Regions from separate parts of the Sus scrofa genome. Here region 1 is linked to region 2. Evidence: chromatin contacts called from public HiChIP or PLAC-seq data. All regions are on one chromosome and are shown on one strand. The core of a region is the stretch at or near the end of the contact, and the rest is flanking DNA. Distances in the headings are between cores, read along the strand shown.

The links. HiChIP or PLAC-seq counts read pairs in DNA pulled down with a chosen protein or histone mark.
Region 1: a contact with region 2 is called in an H3K27ac HiChIP or PLAC-seq map of alveolar macrophages. The contact joins two enhancer-like sites. A contact is called at or near these places in 1 of 5 promoter capture datasets (fetal liver) and 1 of 2 datasets of contacts at active chromatin or transcription factors (alveolar macrophages).

The regions. Positions count from the first base shown.
Region 1 is chr14:66,299,349-66,302,274 of Sscrofa11.1, reverse strand. The region is part of intron 5 of LOC106506022 (a long non-coding RNA gene); the gene reads right to left. Among named protein-coding and RNA genes, the nearest start is that of EGR2, 12 kb to the right of the region's middle. Within about 2 kb of position 1,479, at least 1 of the 83 cell types and tissues checked has an H3K27ac peak or open chromatin away from gene starts, as enhancers often do. A contact at or near this core is called in alveolar macrophages, where this site is marked.
Region 2 is chr14:66,138,924-66,142,156 of Sscrofa11.1, reverse strand. No RefSeq gene overlaps it. Among named protein-coding and RNA genes, the nearest start is that of ADO, 140 kb to the left of the region's middle. Within about 2 kb of position 1,571, at least 4 of the 83 cell types and tissues checked have an H3K27ac peak or open chromatin away from gene starts, as enhancers often do. A contact at or near this core is called in alveolar macrophages, where this site is marked.

The sequences.
Region 1 (2,926 bases), core at 230-2,729, 160 kb before region 2:
ATGCTCAGAACCAAGAACAGTGCACGGTCATGGACAAGGTGATTGGGGAAGAGCGGGCAAGGCCAGGAAGGGAAGGCTTGTGCAGAGGTGGGAGTAAGATGTCCTTTGGGGCAGCCTTAACAGAATGCCATGGTAGTTGATAAACAATAGACATTTTTTTTCCTCACAGTACTACTAGAGGCTAGGAAGCCCCCCATCAAGGTGCCAATAGATCGGGATCTAGTGAGAGCCCTCTGATCTCAACAGATGAGTGTCTCTTGAGAGCCCACCTAGACCACTTCTGGTCTAGTTCACAGATGGCTGTCTTTTCACTGTGTCCTCACATGGTAGAAGGGGAAGGGAGCTCTCTAGGGTTTCTCTTATAACAGAACGAATTCCATTTGTGAGGGTTTGACCTCATGACCTAAGCCCTGCCCAAAGGCCACACCTCCTAATATGATCGCATTGAGAGTTGGGTTTCAAACACATGAACTTGAGTGGGTGGTGGTCGGGGGGAGGCACAAACACTTGGTCTACAGCTAAAGGACTAGACCTGGGATGATCAAAGGGTGGGGGCAAGAACCATTCTGGACAAAGGGAGGAGTGAGCGCATGGACTGAGATGGGAAGGAGCCTGAGATGTTGAAGCAAGGTGAGCATGGTGAGTGTTTGGGAAAGAGGAAGATGTGATTATAAAGGTAGAACAAGGCCAGGTCATGTAAGGACTTAAAGGGGGTGGTATGGAGTATGAATTTTTTAAAAATTGTAATAGAGAGTCAGCTCATCATCAAACTTCGCTTTGTAAAAGGACATTATCTTTGTTGTTGTTATTGTTTTGCTATAGATTCTAGGACTAGGATTCTGATTAGCCAGATCCAAAGATGAACAAGCACAGTCACTGGCCAGTTCCTGGGTCTGCAAGTCAGCTCTTTCTGGTTTTTGTTTGTCTTGTCTTTTTAGGGCCAAACTAGCGGCATATGGATTGTTCCCAGGCTAGGGGTCAAATCAGAGCTGCAGCTGTTGGCCTACGCCACAGTGACCGCAATGCCAGATCTGAGCCATGTCTGTGACCTACACCACAGCTCATGGCAGTGCCGGAACCTTAACCCATTGAGCAAGGTTGGGGATCAAACCTACTTCCTCATGGATGCTAGTCAGATTCATTTCCGCTGAGCCACAATGGGAACTCCTCTTTCAGTTGTTTTTATGACCCTCTTACAACCACCTGGGCAAGACTGAAAGAGGAGGGCAGGGTTACCCATTGGAAAAACAAGTTAAAATGGCCCAAATATTAGCCACAAACACAAAAGATGTTAACTAAAAATACTATTGTGATCATCTTTGAGCAGACTATGACACAGGTTAGCTAAGTTTGGGGTGGGGGTCGGGGGAATGAAACCATCAAGGGCTTCTGTTGATAAAGTTGGTGAATCTGTCTCCTCCCCTGGTCAGGCTGGTCACCCCAGTAGGATATACCCAACCACACTGAAGCCACCGCACACAGATGAGAATCTCTTCCGATTGCACCACAGGCTGATAAGCCAGAGGGTGGTAATCAGCGAGTCAGTTGCCAACCTCACAGAAATGGGACAAATGAGGACTACAGGGGCTGGACCCAAGGCTGGTGGCCCCAAATTGCCCTCCATTACCTAGAAGACTAGGATCAGGCTGTTGTCATTGCTTAGCTCCCAGTCTTTACCCATTAGGGAGACAATGACATGGAGGTACAGAATAGGGTTAGCACACACCAGGAAACAGGCACATGACCTAAATGTTAATTGGCCACCAGCCATCAGAGTGTCTCAGGGATTTCACAAGCATTCACATGCTTGGGCCTTCCCAACCAGTCGTTCAGTCTTTGCATTAGAGCTCTCAACATCAGCACCAGGAGACTCGGTGAGGAAAGCCAACTCTGCCTCCTTACTCCCTGGGTGAACTCAGGTCAGTCACTTGGCCCTGCTGGGTCTCACAGGGCTTCTGTGGGCAGTAGGAAAGGTCAACATGACCTTGTCATTGTCACAGGCTTATATTTCTATGCCCAAAGGAAGTAATGTGCATGAAAGGGATTGGAAAGGGTGAATGCCCATAAAATGTCTTCTGAGGCTTTACAGGCACTGGGAAATGTGAGAAATTTGGAAGTTTATCAAGGAGTTGAGGTGGATGGTGACAGGATCAAAAGATAAACATTTTAAGGAAAGGCTACAGAAACAGATTTTTTTTTCCATGTGAGACAGAAAAGATTGAGGGCTATATTCCAGCTTGCACCTGGTTCTTGCTCACACTATCATGATTAACTTTTTTCATGTCTCCTGAGGAGACAACAAAATAAAATGCATAATAAAAGAGAGTGTTGGAGTTCCCGTCGTGGCACAGCAGAAACAAATCTGACTTGCATCCATGAGGATGCAGGTTTGAGCCCTGGCCTTGCTCAGTGGGTTAAGGATCCGGTGTTGCTGTGAGCTGTGGTATAGGTTACAGATGCAGCTTGGAGCTGGCATTGCTGTGGTTGTGGTATAGGCCAGCGGCTACAGCTCCAATTTGACCCCTTGCCTGGAAACCTCCATATGCTGTAGGTACGGCCCTAAAAAAGACAAAATAATAATAATAATAATAATAATAATGAATAAAAAGAGTATTTTCGGAGTTCCCATTGTGGCTAAGTGGGTTAAGAACCTGACTAGTATCCGTGAGGATGCCGGTTCTATCCCTAGCCCCACTCAGTGGGTTAAGGATCTGGCATTGCCATGAGCTATGGTGTAGGGTGAAGTCACAGCTTGGACCTGGTGTTGCTATGGCTATGGTGTAGGCCAGCAGCTGCAGCTCCCTTTTGATCTCTGGGGACTTTATATACTGCAGGTGCAGCCCTAAAAAGACAAAAAAATAAAACGAGGGGTTTTCTATCTCTGAAGAATGTCTTGCTAGATATTAAACACCAGAATGTGTTCCTA
Region 2 (3,233 bases), core at 322-2,821:
TTCGTTATGTTCCATATTTGGTTGTGTGTTATGTGAAACAGAAATCTGCTTCCCTGAGACTCCTACCCATTTTCCCCAGTTCTGCTTTCTGGAGACAGATAAAAATAGTTTCAACCTAATTTCCAGCTTTAAACTCTACCAACCCAGGGTCTTTGTCAATTTTGTTCTTTGGTGCATCTCTGGAAGAATTCCTCTCATGCAATGGGAACTTAATAAATGATTATTGAATAAATAAATGAATGACTACCTTCTATTGTAAGATTACCAAATGACTGGAGTCTTAAAAATTGACACAACCTAAGGGCTCACGTGAAGACAATCTCCTTGTCCCTCCCTAGCCTGTGTCCTCTCTGTCGAAGGAATCTGGGATAGAGTGGCAATGTGCTAAGAATTGTTGGGCATGAGGCAATGACCTTTGGGATTTAACTTATTTTGCCTAGTGTTTCTGAAAAAAAGCTAAAACAGGTACTGCATAAAAGCAACTTGATAAACGTGAAGAAAGCTACTGGTCTCTTGTCAGAATGAGACTGACAAGCATGAAGAACATGCTTATGCCCTCATCATTGGTAGTCACCAGTATAGTAGGGCCTGAGAGGCACTGGAAAATCCTGCCAATTCCCATGATAGGACCAGAAACTTCACCATTAGAGAGTCATTCCTTTGGGTAAAGTACTTATATCTCTTCTAAATGTAAACATCAGTCATATTGAATCACCAACACCTTCAAGTGAATTAACTGATGTGGTTGTTTTCTTTAAGAAAAAGAGGCCTCAGAGATGCTAAATTCTGGAGGAACTGGGCTTAAGAGAGAGAAGGAGCAAAGGCAAGTGAGCTAGAGAGGGAAAAGAAAGTGCATTTTGTTTGACTTGATACGCTTGCAGGCCCCCTGCAAGCTGCTTTAGTGTATAAAAGGCTATCCAGGGTGGGGTATTGGCCTGGCTCCATATAAACCCTTTGAAAGTGTAAAAGAACCCTTCTCTCACACCGACCCATCACTGTGAGTTTCCCATGTGAATTAAAGTAATGGGACCAGTGTACTCAAGCATTTTGGGAGGTGGGTGCTGAATGCGTTCAAATGACTATCAGGTTGTTGAGGAAGGTGTCCAAGCTTGCCTGGGGCCATCCTCTCACCACAGAAGGGAAAAACCAATCCCTGACAAGCACACAGCTGATTATTAGACGTGTGATGAAGTGTTACTTCCTGTAGAGGACATTCACAATTCTTGAGAAACTCTTTCTCAATCAGAGTGAGTGACAGACAGTTTTAGAAAATGAAGGCCTTTGTTTTCTTCCTCTCTGTGTGTGCTCCCCACTTCCCTGCACTTCCCTCAAATCACAGCCTTACCCCAGAGGAAAGTTTTGATTTGGGATGTGTGTGTGCCCACCCTGGGGGGAGGCAGTTAAAAAAAAACACAGTTTACCTGCCCAAATAGAACTTGAATTACCCATACAGATATCTCTTCCATAGTCCTTGCAGCCAAATGTTGCTTTTTTTTTCCCTTTCCAGATAATGCAAGTAACATCATTATCCATGTGGGGGTGTGTTTACTATTCTGAGATCACATTAATATTACTCATGTAACGTTCTGCAATGTTTTGAAACCAATGTGTCTCACCATATCCCAGAGTGGGATTTTTTTTTTTTTTTCTGTTCTGATGCTTTGATTGATAAGGACCGCCTGTGACTGTGACCTTTAAGATGTGTAACGCATTGGGTGTGGGATTGGGGCGAAAGGAGGCAAAGGCCACCCTATCAGTGGGATCAGCGTTGACTCTTGCTCAGCAAATGCAGTGCGTACCTCATGGCAGGTTGGATGCTTTCTGGACTGGGGAGGGCTCAGTATAACGAAGCAGCTCAGACTGAGCAACTGAGACTGAAACTGAAGCTATCAAAAGTAGCTTCTTAGATTTTCAATGCCGATTGATTTGAAGAATGAGGCATTGTCTTCTCTTATTGATCACGCAAGGAATAAATGCCTGTTTTGTGGCAGGCCCTTTGCAGAGGAGTGAGGGTAAAGACTAATAAGACGTCATCCCACCCTTAAGGTTTTCAGTCTAGCAGAGAGACAGACATGTGAATAAGTGTGGTAGATACCTGACAGATATACTGTGGCAGTTCAGAGAAAGTAGTCAACTCTCTAAGAAGGGGGAGGGGGAGTTAGAGAAGACTAAAGAGATGATGCTCGGATTGGGCCTTTGTTAATTAAACAGGCACTTGTCTAGTTTGGAGCAAGATGCAAAGACAAATAAAAATTTTTTTGCATTTGCAAATATGTAGAACAGTGTGAAAAAGCATGGAACAGCATGATGCTTTGAGAGAACTTCTAGAAGTTTGATGGCTAGGATATAAGTTGGAGAGAGGAAAGGGGGGACAATAGTAATGAAATAAAGCAGTCAGATCAAAGAGCCCCTGGCAGGCTCTGCAAATGGGTTTTTAGTCTACTGTGTAAGCAGTGGGAGAGCCAATGGCTAGGCTTTACATAAGGTAGTGACTTACCTGATTTGCATAGAAAGATCACTTGGGAATCTGTGGGGAGAATAAGTCTGAAGACAGCAAGATAGGAGGCAGGAAAACTAGTTGAGGCTATTAAAGGAATTCAAGACATAAGAATTGCCACTAAGACAGTGGGAGTGTGGAAGGATTAGAGGAGTTTTTGAAAGATAGAATTCCCAAGACTCAGTGGACATGTAGCAGGGCTGCATGAGAAACTAAGAAATTAAGGTGACACTCTAGAGTTCTGGTATGAGTGACTGTAGGTGATGTGGAGAGAAGAGGGTATAAGAGAATTAATTCAGTTGTGTGCATGTTGAATTTGAGATGCCTGTGAAATACCCAGATGGAGAAGCCCAGCATGCAGTTAGTTATGAGGGTTTGGGGCTTGAAAGATAGGTCAGAGATGACCAGAAAAATATGAAAAGTTGTTTGGATGTTGATGGTAGTTAACACCATGGCAGAGGATGGCCATGTCCTGTGAAAGGGACAAAAAACCAAGGACATGTCCTTTATCTCATCGACTGAAAGCAGTAGGCAAATAACGAGGGGCCAGAAAGGGAAACTGAAGGAGAAGAAGGGAAAAAACTGTGGCAAGGAAGGCACAGAAAAGAGTTTTGAGATGAAGAGACTGGTCAACAGTGTCACATAGTTCAGGGAGGTCAGTGAGGTGAACACTCACTCGCTGGATAAAGCATCCAGTGGTCTTGAAGGAGATCAGCTCAGTGGGGCTACAGAGGGG